2 separate regions of the Mus musculus genome follow, and region 1 is linked to region 2. Evidence: chromatin contacts called from public HiChIP or PLAC-seq data. All regions are on one chromosome and are shown on one strand. Each heading gives the region's core, a stretch centred on a gene start, on an enhancer-like site or on the middle of the called end of the contact. The rest is flanking DNA. Distances are from core to core; before and after follow the strand shown. Region 1 holds the start of Lrp2 (low density lipoprotein receptor-related protein 2). Region 2 overlaps Lrp2 (low density lipoprotein receptor-related protein 2).

What was found. HiChIP or PLAC-seq counts read pairs in DNA pulled down with a chosen protein or histone mark.
Region 1: a contact with region 2 is called in an H3K4me3 HiChIP or PLAC-seq map of embryonic stem cells, with 29 read pairs. The contact joins the promoter of Lrp2 here to the enhancer-like site in region 2. A contact is called at or near these places in 3 of 39 promoter capture datasets (embryonic stem cells and stem cell-derived epiblast-like cells), 16 of 484 Hi-C or Micro-C datasets (embryonic stem cells, induced pluripotent stem cells and nephron progenitors), 10 of 115 datasets of contacts at active chromatin or transcription factors (embryonic stem cells, extraembryonic endoderm stem cells, neural progenitor cells and 1 more) and 1 of 9 other capture datasets (adipose tissue).

What each region holds. Positions count from the first base shown.
Region 1 is chr2:69,584,593-69,587,688 of GRCm38.p6, forward strand. Lrp2 (low density lipoprotein receptor-related protein 2) reads right to left here and starts at 1,437. Exons shown (of 79, transcript NM_001081088.2): 1 at 1,223-1,437. The coding sequence starts at 1,301.
Region 2 is chr2:69,530,526-69,533,640 of GRCm38.p6, forward strand. It overlaps Lrp2 (low density lipoprotein receptor-related protein 2), which reads right to left. Exons shown (of 79, transcript NM_001081088.2): 9 at 2,928-3,047. Among named protein-coding and RNA genes, the nearest start is that of Lrp2, 54 kb to the right of the region's middle. Within about 2 kb of position 1,351, at least 39 of the 459 cell types and tissues checked have an H3K27ac peak or open chromatin away from gene starts, as enhancers often do. A contact at or near this core is called in embryonic stem cells, extraembryonic endoderm stem cells, neural progenitor cells and 2 more, where this site is marked.

The DNA.
Region 1 (3,096 bases), core at 187-2,686, 54 kb after region 2:
CACAAGCCCTCCCCTCTCTCCTCTCTATAAATGGGGGCTTCCACAGTCCTCACCCATCAACCCCAATATGTGATCTAGGGAAATCAATTTATTGCTTTGACTAATCCTGCAACAATAGGGGTTTCATTTTTATTGTAGGGCAATTAAGTTGTCCGACGGGAAAGAGCGGGAGGGGAAGTGGGGACTGGCCCATCCCCACAGACAGATTAGTCCCTGCAGAGGCTGCAGCGTCCGTTCTGTCTGTCTGGTGGTCGGTCACACGCAGCACCAGGCTGCTACCTAGCAACGAAAGCCAGGGAGAGAGCTCGTGGGTTCTCCTTGAGTCAGTCTCTCTCTCTCTCTCTCTCTCTCTCTCTCTCTCTCTCTCTCTCTCTCTCCCTCCCTCCCTCCCTCCCTCCCTCCCTCCTTCCTCACTTTGCTTTCCCGTTTTCTCCATTCCTTTCAACTTGTCTCTCATTTTCTTCTCTTATAGTTTTCTATTCTAAATAATTTCCTCCCTTTCCTCTCTCTCCCTGTTTCACGGGGAAGGAAAAAAAAAAAACCTCCCGGACAACTTGAAAAAGTTTGTAGTCACTTTAGAAACTTTCTGCATTCCAGTCCCCAAACTCAGGCGCAGCTAACCAGCTCCATTCATCAACACAAAAGCACCCGCTCTGGGTAGGAAAGGGAAAGCCTTCAAGAAAAGTACTCTAGTGTATCAGCCGCTTCCTCTGCCAATCCCACCTCCCCGCCTTATCTGGGCTCGTAAACGATCGGTATCATGAGATGCGGTCTCATGGGGGTCACCGCGGGACAGGGTTTCGCCACTGATGGAAGGAGGCTCTGGCCGGCGGCCCCTGGCGCACGGTGGGATCGGATCTCCCGCGCCGGCTGGACGCTGCAGGTGGAAAGCGGCGCTGGGAGCGGCGTGGAGGACCGCCCCGCCCCAGCCAGAAGAAAGCTGCAGACCCACGCGGGAGACCCTCGTACTCCAGGTTCCATCCTGGAAAGCCTTGAGGGTCAGGACTAATTCCCGTGGGAACAAAGGCACGATAGCCGTGGGACGAGCTGTCACCGAAACCGGTGCGTCCGCGTTCCCCAACCAGTACAAGAAGCGGCGCTGCAGTCATCTCTCCTGGGGTCACCGGAGCGCTCAGCCGGAGCAGCTCCGCAGCCGCCCACCCTCGTCCGGCTCAGCTCCGCAGCGACTATGGTGGCGTAGCGCGGGCAGGTGACCGCTTACCTTGGCCACTGACTGGCGCCAGGCAGGCAGCGATCGCCAGCAGCAGCATCCATGCCGCCGCCGCGGCCCCGCGCTCCATCGCGGAGACGGCCCCGGGCCTCGCCGTTCCTTCCCCGGGAGGTGGGCGCGCGTCGCAGCGGGCACAGGCAGGTTACTCCGCTCCGGAACAGGAGTCTTGCTCAGCAGCAGTCGCTGGCTCCTAGAGGCAGAAAGCCGGTCCCGGCGCCTGAGGCATCCCGTTTTCTACCCGCGCCAGTCCCCACCCTCCAGACAGTGCATAAAGCCCTCTAGACCAGACCGCCCCGGAACTAGCATGCGGGAATCCAGTGGGCCAGGCCCCCTACTGCCCGGCCCGCCCCCTGCACTTTGCGACTCTGGGAGGAGTGGGCCCTCGGACACTTGCGCGCTAGCACATGCACACTCCACAAGCGCGCTCGCTCGTGCATGCTCTCACCCAGGAGCACAGGCTCCGGGAACACAAAACTGCCTCCCACGCTGGCGAGCGCCCACCCCTCGCTCGCACGAGCACACACACTCCAAGGTCCTATTCAATCACTGACAATAATCGCCGCTGCTCACATTCGGAGCAAGGGCTTGGCCTCGCCACTCAGAGGGATGGCTAGACGGGGCGAGGAAGAAATTGGCCACGGACACAAACTCTAAAACGTTATCACCGGTGGGAAGGAATGGAGAAAGGGGGGAAGTCAAGAGCAGCGACTAAAAAAAGAAAGAAAGAAAGAAAGAAAGAAAGAGAAAAGATGAAAAGGGAAAGAAAAAGAACAAATGGGGAAAGGGGAGCAAGGAAAGGGGAAGAGAAAGAAGGGGGAAGAAAAGAAAAGGCAGAGGGTGTTTTAGTGCGGGTCTTTCATCTCAACACTCGGGAGACAGAGACAAGTGGATCTCTGTGAGTTTGAGGCCAACCTGGTCCACACAGTTCCAGGACAGCCTGGGCTATGTAGAAAGAACCTGTCTCAAAAAGAAGGGAAGAGGGAGGGAGGGAGGGAGGGAGGGAGGGAGGGAGGGAGGGAGGGAGGGAGGGAGGGAGGGAGGGAGGACCAGAAAAAAGCTGGACAGAGCCAAGCCGCCTGACCTCCTTGCCTCGGTGTGAACTCGCTAAGCTGCCTCGGGGCCCTCCTCCCCCTGACAGGGTGCAGGCTACCCAGATGGGGTAGCTTGTGTTTTTATAGTCAGAGAGGAGATTCTATCATTGCTCTGGAGGCCATAACTATCTGGCTCCCCAAGCGTCAGGTGTCAGTCATGCCAGACAGCGTCTCCTACAGTTCTGTTCATTTCGAAACAAAACTTGGGGGAGGGGTTGTTTTCTCCGCAATGCCAATAATGAGAGAAACACCAGGAATTCGGGAGAACTCTATGGTTCCCCTCGGGGACCACACTGAACCTGTTAACTGGGAGACAACCCTCTTTAAGAGAGTGGACCTTACACGAGCCCTTCAGACCCCGGTCTTCAGTTCCGCAGTGCCGAGACGAGTCAGTCGGTGCAATTGGTTGCTCTAGGAGCCCCACCGGAGGACCCGGCTGATTCTCAGCCTGATCATCCCAGAATCTTCTGCCCCAGTCGCTGCAGCAAGCCCATAGAGCCCTAGACCATTTTCCTAGAGTCGTTTTCCTTAAGCAAAAGGGCTGTGATGTAGGAAAGGCGGCTATCCACGTGGTGACAGAGCAGGGTCCCTCTGCCTTCCCTCCCTGGAGCGATGGCCTGCCAGTTACTGCCCTCCTCTTCTCCCCCCTGCAAGTATAGTCTGGACCTCTGCTGACCACAACAGCGAGTGCAGCGTGGCTTAGGCTGGCAAGCCTTGGGGATGGGGGACAAATTAGGTGTTGCTTTTGGAAGACAAATCTGGCACCTAAAACTT
Region 2 (3,115 bases), core at 101-2,600:
AGACCCGTGGAAGAAGGCACCCCACACCTCAAGTCTACCGAGTCAGCCATGCAGAGGGTGAAGACCCTGCAGAGGATTTACTGAGTTGAAATGCTTCAGAGAAGAAACCAAAACAATTCTCCTGAACTCCCAGCTCAGCTTAAAGGAGCGCAGATCTGGCTTCATAACGTCCTGTATTTGATTTAAATAGAGTTTCTCTTCACACCGATAAAAAGTCATCTTTGACACAAACAGCCTCAAAAATAAACCATGCATTCGAGAATTTTTGACAGGGAAGGTCACAGAAGAGGCCTCTGCAGGTGGCAGGGGGCCTTCCAGTCACAAAGGCCCTCAAATGTAGACGTTTGAGCTTATCTCTAAGTGGGGCTGTCTGTATGAATGTCCCAGAAAGAGCCTGGGGGTGGGGTGGGGGTGGGGCGACTGAAGGGTATTCGCTGAAATTTAAAACTCTCATCTGCCACTGGTCAGCCATTGCGGTTCCCATTGTGCATCTAACTAAAAGTGTTGGGTAAGCCCTAAAAACAAACACCTGGCAGCTTGATAAGTCTGGTTTTCCCGCATCACATTATTATCAGGCTACGTGTAAAACTACAGACCTCAAAACACCTTGCCAGTTAGAAACAGAAGCGATGCGAGTCTCTTGCGTTTAAGGAGCTCCTGTAGAGACAAGCCTCACAGAGCTCAGGGTTGTATAATGGGAGGACAGGAAATGTGCTACGTTGAAGGGGAGAAGAGGCAGAGGAACAGGTTATGGGCAGCACAGGACAGGGCACACTGTAAAAGCAAGTCACTCTTGCTGAAAAGACATCAAGGCTTATCAAGTTTCCACTGCAAGACAGCTGGCACTCCAACCCCCAACCCCTACCCCCTACAGTCCCCACCCCCCTTACCATCCCACAACCCTCACCCCAGCAACCCCTAAACCATGCAATCCCCATCCCCCACCTTCCACAATCCCTACCCCCCACAACCCCATCCCCACGACCCCCACCCCCTACAATCCCTACCCCCCACAATCCTCATCCCCACCCCCCAACTCCCACCCACCACACACACAATACCAATCCCCACAACCCCTAAAATCCCTACCCCCCACAATCCCCACCCCCACCCACAATCTCCATCCCCTACAATCCCCACCCCCCACAGTCCTCACCCCATGGCAAGCTTTAGGGATTGTGAAAGAAAAAAAGGAGAGCTGATGTAATACTGAGAGAGTGGTTTCTGGTATTTCTCTTGGAATTCCTTTGCTACTGAGAGAAAAGGGAACTGCCTAGAAGGGAAAGCCTGGAGATGGGACTGGCAGTGCACTGGCAGCCTGGGAGCAGAGACGCCTGACCCTTGCCAAAGACAAAGGGGCAGTCTCACCCCACAAATGAGCACCGCCCCCAAGAAAACGGAATGCCACTCACAGAGGGATGCCAGGAGACATGGATGGGCAGGGCTTCCAGAGTTACAGGAGCAGCCCACCAGCCAGACCAATGAGGATGCTCCTGTGTGGGCTGTTCAATCCTTGACTGCACCCCAGTGCAATGAGAATGAACGGGAAAACATCACTGTCTCAAAGAATAGTTCACCTACAAAATGTCTTCACAGTATTAGAAACCTGGATGGTTGATTATAATACTTTAGACTTTTCTCGGTCTCTCGGCATGAGCCACAGAGTTTTCTGTAGACCAGGGTAGCCTCAAACTCACTATGCAGCCAAGTCCAGATCTCCTTGCCTCCCTTTCCCAAATACTAGGATTGCAGGTGTGAGACACCGGAAGACTTAAGTAATATAGTCACTTAAGAGAGACAGTTAGGCCATAGGCATACCTTAGGATATAGACCTGATATTGAACTTGGTAAGCAGAGGCAAAGAAGAGGATCAAAAGGGTGGGGGTGGGAACAGAAAAAAAAACAAAAAAAAACAAAAAAACACTGCATTCCTTCGGTTATCACAAGAATAACTTCTTTGGATTATTTTACTGAATATAAAAAGACAGCACTCGGAGCTGGAGAGATGGCCCAGTGGTTAAGAGCACCAACTGCTCTTCCGAAGGTCCTGAGTTCAAATCCCAGTAACCACATGGTAGCTCACAACCATCTGTAATGAGATCTGATGGCCTCTCTGGTGCGTCTGAAGACAGCTACAGTGTACTTAGATATAATAATAATAAATAAATCTTTTAAAAAAAACAGCACGCAAACCCTGCTATTATAGTTCTTGGTAACACTAAGAAAGTTTTATCTGAAACATTTTATCTGAAAATGATGCACTACAACCCCACACTGTTTATGCTAACTAAAAAACAAAACATATACTGACCCAGAACTGTTCCTGTCTAAAAGAACTACAACTGGAGAAGAGACAGAAGGAAAGGCAGTCCAATGACTGGCCTAACTTGGTATCCATCTCATGGGGGGGGGGGGGGACCAAGGCCTGACACGATTACTAATCATATGATATGCTTACAGATGGGAGCCTGGCATGGCTGTCCTCTGAGAGGCCCTACGAGCAGCTGAAACAGATGCAGACACTTATATCCAACCACTGAATTCAGGGACCCTTATGGTTGGATTAGGGAAGGACTGAAGAAGCTGAAGGGGAGGGAGACCCCAGAGGAGGAAGACCAGCGTCTCAACTAACCCAGATGCCAGGGAGCTCCCAGAGACTGAGCCACCAACCAGGCAGCACACACAGGCTAGTCTGAGCCCCTACCCCACCCCAGCCCCCCACCCCCCACCCCCAGCACATATATAGCAGAAGTCTGCCTGGTCTTGCCTCAGTGGCAGAGAAGATGCACTTAACCCTCAAGAGGCTTGAGGCCCCAGGGAAGGGGGAGGTCTAGTGGGGGAGAGCACCCCCTCAACGGCAAGGGGAAGGAAGAATGGGATGAGGAACTGTGGGAGGGGGACCCTTGGCCTTCCAAGCTGACACTTACCAATGCAAGTACGGCTGTCATTGCTGTTGATAATATGACCTGGCGGGCAGAAGCATTCTCCTCCATATGGCGTCTGATGGCATTGGTACTCACAGTTTAAGATAGAGCAGAGACCCGTACCTAAACAGAAGGAAAGAAACTGCTAACTGGATGGCTCTGGACAAGACTAGTTTACCTAGTAACTTCCA